Regions from separate parts of the Capsicum annuum genome. Here region 1 is linked to region 2. A link is a contact called in public Hi-C data. All regions are on one chromosome and are shown on one strand. Each heading gives the region's core, a stretch centred on a gene start, on an enhancer-like site or on the middle of the called end of the contact. The rest is flanking DNA. Distances are from core to core; before and after follow the strand shown. Region 1 holds the start of LOC107850720 (alkylated DNA repair protein ALKBH8 homolog). Region 2 has its middle 25 kb from the start of LOC107848862.

What was found. Hi-C and Micro-C count contacts between places; a contact is called where the count stands out from the background.
Region 1: a contact with region 2 is called in a Hi-C map of leaf, with 2.4 times the contacts expected there. The contact joins the promoter of LOC107850720 here to the enhancer-like site in region 2. A contact is called at or near these places in 4 of 5 Hi-C or Micro-C datasets (leaf, pericarp and placenta).

What each region holds. Positions count from the first base shown.
Region 1 is chr12:226,417,283-226,421,420 of UCD10Xv1.1, reverse strand. It overlaps LOC107850720 (alkylated DNA repair protein ALKBH8 homolog), which reads right to left and starts at 1,332. Exons shown (of 8, transcript XM_047401249.1): 1 at 934-1,332. LOC107850721 (60S ribosomal protein L7-4) reads right to left here. Exons shown (of 7, transcript XM_016695444.2): 2 at 3,153-3,322; 3 at 2,973-3,070; 4 at 2,831-2,888; 5 at 2,181-2,260; 6 at 1,989-2,091; 7 at 1,473-1,902. The coding sequence starts at 3,320. The coding sequence ends at 1,687.
Region 2 is chr12:226,348,733-226,352,713 of UCD10Xv1.1, reverse strand. No RefSeq gene overlaps it. Among protein-coding and RNA genes, the nearest start is that of LOC107848862, 25 kb to the right of the region's middle. Within about 2 kb of position 2,688, at least 5 of the 5 cell types and tissues checked have an H3K27ac peak or open chromatin away from gene starts, as enhancers often do. A contact at or near this core is called in leaf and pericarp, where this site is marked.

The DNA of each region.
Region 1 (4,138 bases), core at 83-2,582, 70 kb before region 2:
TAAGTTTTCCTAAGTTTTCTTTGAATATGAACCCCTTCGTTGAAATCCTGACTCCGCCTCTGGGTCGGACCATGTCCAATAAATATCTATAAATATTGAATATTATTGTATATTAACTTGAGGTCATTGTACATACTATAAACTTCAAATCATGAATCAGCCAGCCACTTAACCAATAACATACATACATTCAATTCCTTAAGAACAAAGAATTTGCAAATTACATATTTATATACTATTAATATAGTTTCTTCATATCTTATATTTTTTGAGGATAAATAAATAAATAAATATTTTCTGAATAAAACAAAAATACCATTGAATTTCAAGAAAAGAGAAAAACTTACTAGGAAAAACTTCACCGCCGACCACCGGTTTCTGTTGCAACGAAGAGAATTTTTGTTTTTACTTATGTTGTTTCATATTTTCTAGTGAACTTAGAAAAATGTCAATGAAGTTCACAAAGTTAACACTATTACAAATGAACCCCTTGTTTTGTTTTGTCGTGTTAGTTTACAACTATATCTTTTGGGAAGTTAACAATTAAGTCCTCATGGTTTAGTTAATTACGCAACAAAGTGCCTTCTTTCTTTTATCGAGTTTCTGGTGATTCAAATCCACAATCTTTTGATTGAAAAAGGAGGGTGTTTAGCATGAATAATTCTTTCTTGTCTTAAAATACCGACCTATTATTTTTTTAAAAAAAAAAAAATGATCTTTATGAGGCCAATAAAGTCTCTTGGATTAGTTCTCTATGCTAAATTGCTAATTAAACTACTCGGATGAAGCAAATGTATACTTTTGAGACTGACCATGATCACTCTGAATAAATTAAAATTGTTTACGAGATGATAAAATATGGCAAAAGCTATATCAAAATTAGTTCGCATAGGAATGGACGTATTGGTTCACGTAAGGATTCACGTAGAATACCAGAGGGAGTTATTCATGTCAACTTTGAGTATTGACAGATGCTCTTGTTATTCCCAAGACGACTCCGTAACATATCGTCTTTTTCAAAGCGCAACCCATTCGTTCTGCTCACGACAATCCAATAAGTTCTCTGGGTGAAAAAACATTAGACAATCCATCTTCTGAAACCAAGGCAATCACACGAATGTTTCCCCCAACCCAACATGGGAAATGTCCATATCTCGTTGCAAGGCTTATTTTTCGTTGTGGGTCATAAGGCGAACACATTCATTCTACAGGACCACAACGATAAAGATAGATTGTGCTACACGCATCAACTCCTCGAAATGCAGCCCTTACACGATATGCTTTGTACATTGAATTGCTTCATAGGCACATATTATCAGTATAAGCCTACAAGGAACATTAAAGGTTTAAAAACATATTATTCCCCTTAACCAGCAAAAGTTAACACACCTTGTGTATAGGTGTACCCCTACTAGTGCACACCAATAGGTTTAGATAAAGCTACTTGGAAGTGAATGTATTCAAAAGGAATATGCAGCAGAAATGGCACATTCAACATTCAAGGTTGTTGGACTCCTTGAACCTGAAATGTAACATAAATTCAAAAATCCAACACAATTAAGACGAGACTGCTGGGATCAAAACAACAATAATGTCGTATACTATCATAAACCGAAATATATCATATGGTAGAAACTCGGAATTGTCAATTCACTAAAAATGCCTAGAAAACCAAATTTCGGGCACTTAGTTCATCCTCCTGATAAGTTCATTGATGAAGTTCTCGCGGTTACCAGCATCACCACCTTCAACGTAGTGATTTCTCTTCTTCTTGAGTCCGCCCAAAGGTGCCTTCAGTTGGAATGGCCATAGGAAGTTGTTGGCCTCCTTGAAGTGGGGGCCAACAGTCATGATCTCATGGACGAGGTCTTCGGCGCAGATAATCCCGTGCTTGCCCAGTCCCTGAAACATATACAGAGCACTCTAAAATGTCAACGCCCGAAAAAAAAAAAAAATGATCCACAGCTAAAGAACTGACACAAACTTACCTGCTCAATGACAGAGTTGTCGGTCAAAGCAATTCTCTGCTTGTTGAGCTTCCCATAACCTCTCTTGTAGATCAATTCCCTAACACTCTTTAGGTTTGGATAACTGCAAGATACAAAGGAAATAAAGGACTGAAAGTAAGAGCAGTGGAGAGAAATACATGACAATGCAGCAGAGCATAAAGTGAAACCTACCCATAGGTAACGTAAGGTTCAACTCTATGCAACATGTTCACGGTGGCTTTGTTAACTTTCAAAAACACCCCATTAAAGATCTGGGAAGGATGAAGAGTTCAATGTTAGAGCAGAGAGGTAACAACAAAATAACTCAAAACTTAAAGAATTATATAAGCACGAAACACATCTAACCAAAATCAGCCATCCAGAGAACCTAGAAACATCACTTTGTTTCGTTTCCAACAAAGGAGGGGAATCAGAAGAATTATAAAGAATTTTGACAATAACACAATAACTAGGCTGATGATCAGACATTTGGCGTAACAAGCCAGTCCAATCATCAGGATCTACACAGGTAACAAACCAGTTCAATCATCAGGATATACACAGGGAACTAACTGTCAAGTGGAAAAGCTATAACCCCGGAGAGCTATAACCCCCAACACCTACTTAAAAGTGAATTTCCAGCAAACAGAATAATATAAGGAAATAAAAAGTAGGTTATACACCAGCAAACATCAAATTATCCCCGTGAATGCTGCAAAACAGTAATATGATACCAACAACTGTAGCAGAAACACATGCAGTGTAGATTCTAGAATGCTGAGAGCAGTAAATTAAAATTCTAACCAATTCTTTGAGGGGTATAAAAAAGGAGCTGCTTGTACCTGTCGCAAACGTAGTAGCTGCAAAATCTTTTTGGTCTGTGGGGCCATAGCGTTAATCCTAAAAGATCAAAAACTTTATGAGTACCATAGTATTACCTCTTTCATCATATTATAGAATGAAGAGCATCAAAATAGTTCTTACCCGCGTATCCTGATGATAAACAACAACTTTGCCTCAGGATCCACATAGAAACCACCTTTCAATCTAGCCTCACGTTTTAAACGAATCAACTCCTTGTCCTAAAAAAGGAAATCAAACACTTATAACCAAGCTTAATATCACACAAGCATGTCAACTAAAATTTACGGAGTTCAATAGTACCTGCTGCTCGTACTCCTTTGCGTACAGCTTCGCTCTGTTGTAGATCAATTTCCTGTTCTCGGCATTCTTCTTCTTCGCAGATTCAAGTTCTTGCTTCTTTGCAAGAGCCCATTCCTCACTCCTCTTCTGCTTCTTCAAGATGGACTCTGGAACTGGTGTTTCACCCATCTCTGCAACATTCAAGACTAACATTAACTCTCAACATAAAGTAACATCCATATCAAATTTTCACATTCTATTCAAATATCAGCAAAGAAAGTAGATCACACCCCTAGGGATATTAATAAATGTAACTTATCAGCACAATGTAAACACAATTCACTAATCTTATATCATTATTTTTTTGGTGATGAGAAAACTTAAATCATCACTTCAATATATCACCAAATAAAGATGTTCTGTATCATTTAACAACAGAAGATGGACCAAATTACCAAACCGATTTCCTATATGCTACTACCCCCCCACTGGGGCAAACATAAGCAAAGCTCAAAGAAGCTTCTGGTTACTACACCATCACCTCAACACATTGCCTTCTACCAAAAATGTAGGGGAGGATGAGGGGCAAACAAGAAGACTTGTAAGTTTAAAAAATACTCACATGTTAGATTATGTGTAAAGAAGTAACAAAAATTTAAAGCCCGGCCATAAGACTCATTCCCTGTACTTCTATTCTACACCCCTTCACTTACTTTTCCCTATTCCATCAAAATATCCCGAACTTCATGAATCAGAATACACAATCATTAAGTCGACAAATAATGAATAGTTCTTCCGATGCACTTGCAGAATTTTATATTCTTCAGCATTCAAAACTATAATGCTTACCCAACACTAACTAAAAAAGTAATTTTTAGCTTCTAAAATATCAAAACGAGCAACCATTTCAAACAGATCAAAAAACTTCCTAATAGGAAGTCAAAATATAAAGACACACAATTTCAACTCCATGTCTAGCAAACATAACAGAGTGCAGAAACTCATCT
Region 2 (3,981 bases), core at 1,439-3,938:
TGTTTAGAATGAACCAAAACAAAGCCCAGCCTGCAGTAACTTGCACTAATATTTGGCATCAACATATAGCCAAGGCAAAACATGCACTTAGATAATTCCATAGAAGTCAGAGATTATATACGACTATAATCACTTTATTGAGGTGCATAATATAAAGGGTATACTGCTAGCTTTGGGTACAGGTGACGAGATAATTAGTATAAAAGATTTCTCTTAATAGATAATTAGTACTTAAAGATTGAAAACATTGTTTACCTATCACATGAATCAAGTAATATAAAGTAAGTGTTGTGATATATGGAAATGAACTCTATCCTGTAAGGAAGTCATTTTTCTTCTTTCGTTGAGAAATGTTTTCTTCAGAAGATATTCCTGGCGTCTAAGACATTGAAATACTTAGTCGTCGTGAATTTCTTTGCTTCGATCTTATGAATACACCCTCAGTCCTCATATAACACTGAAGAACAACAATTCAACAATAATCAAAATAGGCGCTAGTATTAAAAGAAAGATTTAAAGATGGGAAAACTCTTCTTTTCACCGAATTGTTTGTATTATTCAAATCCTATGGCAAAAACTACAGCACAAAACACCTCAAAAGTTGAGCTAGCACAGTGTAACAAATGTTTAAACAAGTTTTGATGTATTAGTATTCATCAAAAAACGGACCTTTAAGTTACTCTATCCTCCTAATATACCTAAAGACGGAATTAATTAATTGAAGAAAGTCTTCTAAATAAACCTTTCAGAATACCTAAATCATACAAAATTAAACTGTTACAGGTAAAATCAAACTTCTCTTTTTCACTACATAGCATCGAAATTGCTTAGATCCTGCAAACAACTAGAGTTATACAGCATTAAGATCTACGCTGGAACTACACACTCTTAATGACAGATTACCTAAATCATACAAAATGGAAGTATTATCAATAAAATCAAGCTTCTTATTTCACTAATAGCACCGAAATTGCTGAATCTCTTAGATCCTACGAACAACTAAAGTTAATGCAGCATTAAGATCTATGCTGGAATTACACACTCTTAATGACAGATTACTTAAATCATACAAAACTTAAACTATTATCATTAAAACCAAACTTCGGTAGTTCAGAAATAGCATCAAAATTGCCAAATGTATATCTTGAGAACAACTAGAGTTATGCAGTATTAAGATCAATGTTGGAATTACATTCTCTTAATGACAGATTAGCTAAATCATACTCCCTCTATTCCAAATACTTGTAACAATTTCCTTTTGAGCGTCAAAAAAAGGAACTTTGATCAGCATTTTAAAATGTATCTTTTTTATCACGTTGATATGAGAAAAAACTACAACTTATACTACTTTCCTTATAGTTTTTGAATCTCTACATATTAATTTTAAAATATCGAATTAAACATCGAATTAAACTATCTAAATTTAATTTGAAAATAATAGTCAATTTAACTCTCGACAATCAAAACGCGACAAACTATTTGAAACAGAGGGAGTACAAAATTAAACTGTTATCAATAAAATCAAGCTTAACTATTTCACTAAACAGCATCGAAATCACCAAATCCTCTAAGATCCTATAAACAAGTAGAGTTATACAGCATTAAGATCTATACTGGAATTACAAACTTACGCAATTGACAAAGTTAGATCCAGCAAAATTCAATAAAATAAAATCAAAATAATGTCAACACCAACACGAAGAACGCATTTTTTTCAATCAATATTGATATGAAAAAAAATGCAAGCTATAAAACTTTTTCGTATAGTTTTCAAATTCTAAAATATTGAATTAATCTAATCTAATTTAGCTTGGAATATTAGTCAATTTAACTACGTGACAGCTATTTTGGAACAGATGAATACAAAATTTAGCTGGTATCAATAAAAGCAAGCTTCTCTATTTCACTAAATAGCTTCGAATTTGCCAAATCCTCTTAGATCCTTCGTACAACTAATGCTATGTAGCATTAAGATCTATGCTGGAATACACACAGATTACCTAATTACACATGCAGCTTAGCTAAATCATACAAAATTACACTGTCATCAATAAAATTAAGCTTCTCTAATTCATTAATAGTACCGAAATTGCCAAATCCTATTAGATCCTAGAATTAGAAACTCTTAAACCTAAATCATACAGGATTAAATTGTTATCAATAAAATAAAACTTGTCTATTTTACTAATAGCATCGAAATTACCAAATCCTAATAGATCCTACGAGCAAATAGAGTTATGCAGCATTAAAATCTAGTATTCTGGATAAGATCCAGCTAAATTCAATCTAAAGACCACAAAAACAAATCAAATTAGTATCAACACCAATTCGAAAAAAAATTCCGAACCTCCTCGTGATGAAACAAGCTGTAGATATTAGATCGGATCGATAACAAAGCTGATTTCATCGAAACAAAATTCATTCGCCGCAGTTTCCTATTCAGTTGATGCAAGGCGGGACCCGAACTCCTCCATAAGCAAACAAAAAGGTATTCATCGTCACCGGAAGCTGACGTCATAGTAGCCGGCGAGGTAGGTCCCGACCTGCACCAAGCGAATGAGAGACCGCCGCAAGGCAAATACAAAACGCCGCATAAATACGTGCAGCAGCTATTTCTGTATATATACTGTATAGAGAGAGATCTGAGAGTTTTAGAGAGAGAGAAAACCTATCTGTATAGCTAGAGAGAGAAAGTGAGAGTAGTTATAGATTGTAACGGGATGATGGAGGTGATTTTATAGAGAGAACAGACGAATGATATAATGCCACGTGGAAACTGAAATCGGTTGGTGAAAAACGTTGGAATATACTTTTTCTGACGCTTTACTTTACAAAAATTGAACTATATTTTTACTTTGTCATATTTCATTTTTTAAAATTAACCTATACTTTTATTTATTATATTTCACTTTTTATAAATTAAATTATAATTTTACTTTTCAAGAAACAAACTCGATACAATTTAATTCCTGAAAAATAATAGATAATAAGTAAAATGCAGTTTAAATTAATGTATAATAATTAACAATAAGAGTATTATGAACTTCGTCTTCAACTTATAATAATAAGAAGGATCTCCTCTTTCTTCATTTCGTAAACTTTCTAATTTTACTGACTAAATCATTATTATTTACTTAGTTGATCACTTTCATGATAAATGATATAGAGCTTTAAAAAATTTATTTGTTTAATTCGATTGATTTGATATTTAGTTAATTCTTTTATTTTTATATTTTCAATGACATCGTATCGATACAAACCTCAATAGCCTTTTTAATTGGGCATACCACTCACTTTGAGTATCTTTGTTCCACTAGCTATGAAAAGATTAGAATTATTTTTGTGAAGCGAATCATAATAAGTAAAAATAAATGATCGAATTATAGATAATTAGGGCTTGGAATTGGGATGTAATTACGGGGAATGCCACAGGTAGTGAAAGAGTTCAAGTAATAAATTTGAAGTATACAGTGAGTACACGTGGGCGTGAAGTAAAGGTATAATGTGCAATTATAGTTACTGAACATGGCAGTAAAACAGTAACTATCAATCAATGCAACAACTTAACAACTGGATTTGGTAAATCTAAATATTCCCTCTTGCTCCACTTTTACAGTTTTACTGATTCAATATATTTAAAAATAGGGGAAATTTCAATTATATAAAAAAAAGTAAATAAATATCATGGATTTTTTAAAAGAAAATAAGTACTCAATAAAATACTATTCCCTCCGTTTAAAAAAGAATGACTTATTTTGACTTGACACAAAATTTAAGAAAAAAAAAAAAATTTTGAATCTTGTGACCTTAAATTAAAGTTGTATCAAATGTACCAAAATGTCCTTTAATCTTGCGGTCCTAAACATGTCATGTGAAAAGTTGAAATTAAAGTATTGTCAAAAAAGAAAAGAGGTCATTCTTTTTTAAATGGACTAGAAAAAAAATAGGTCATTCTTTTTTAAACAAAGAAAGTATTTAATA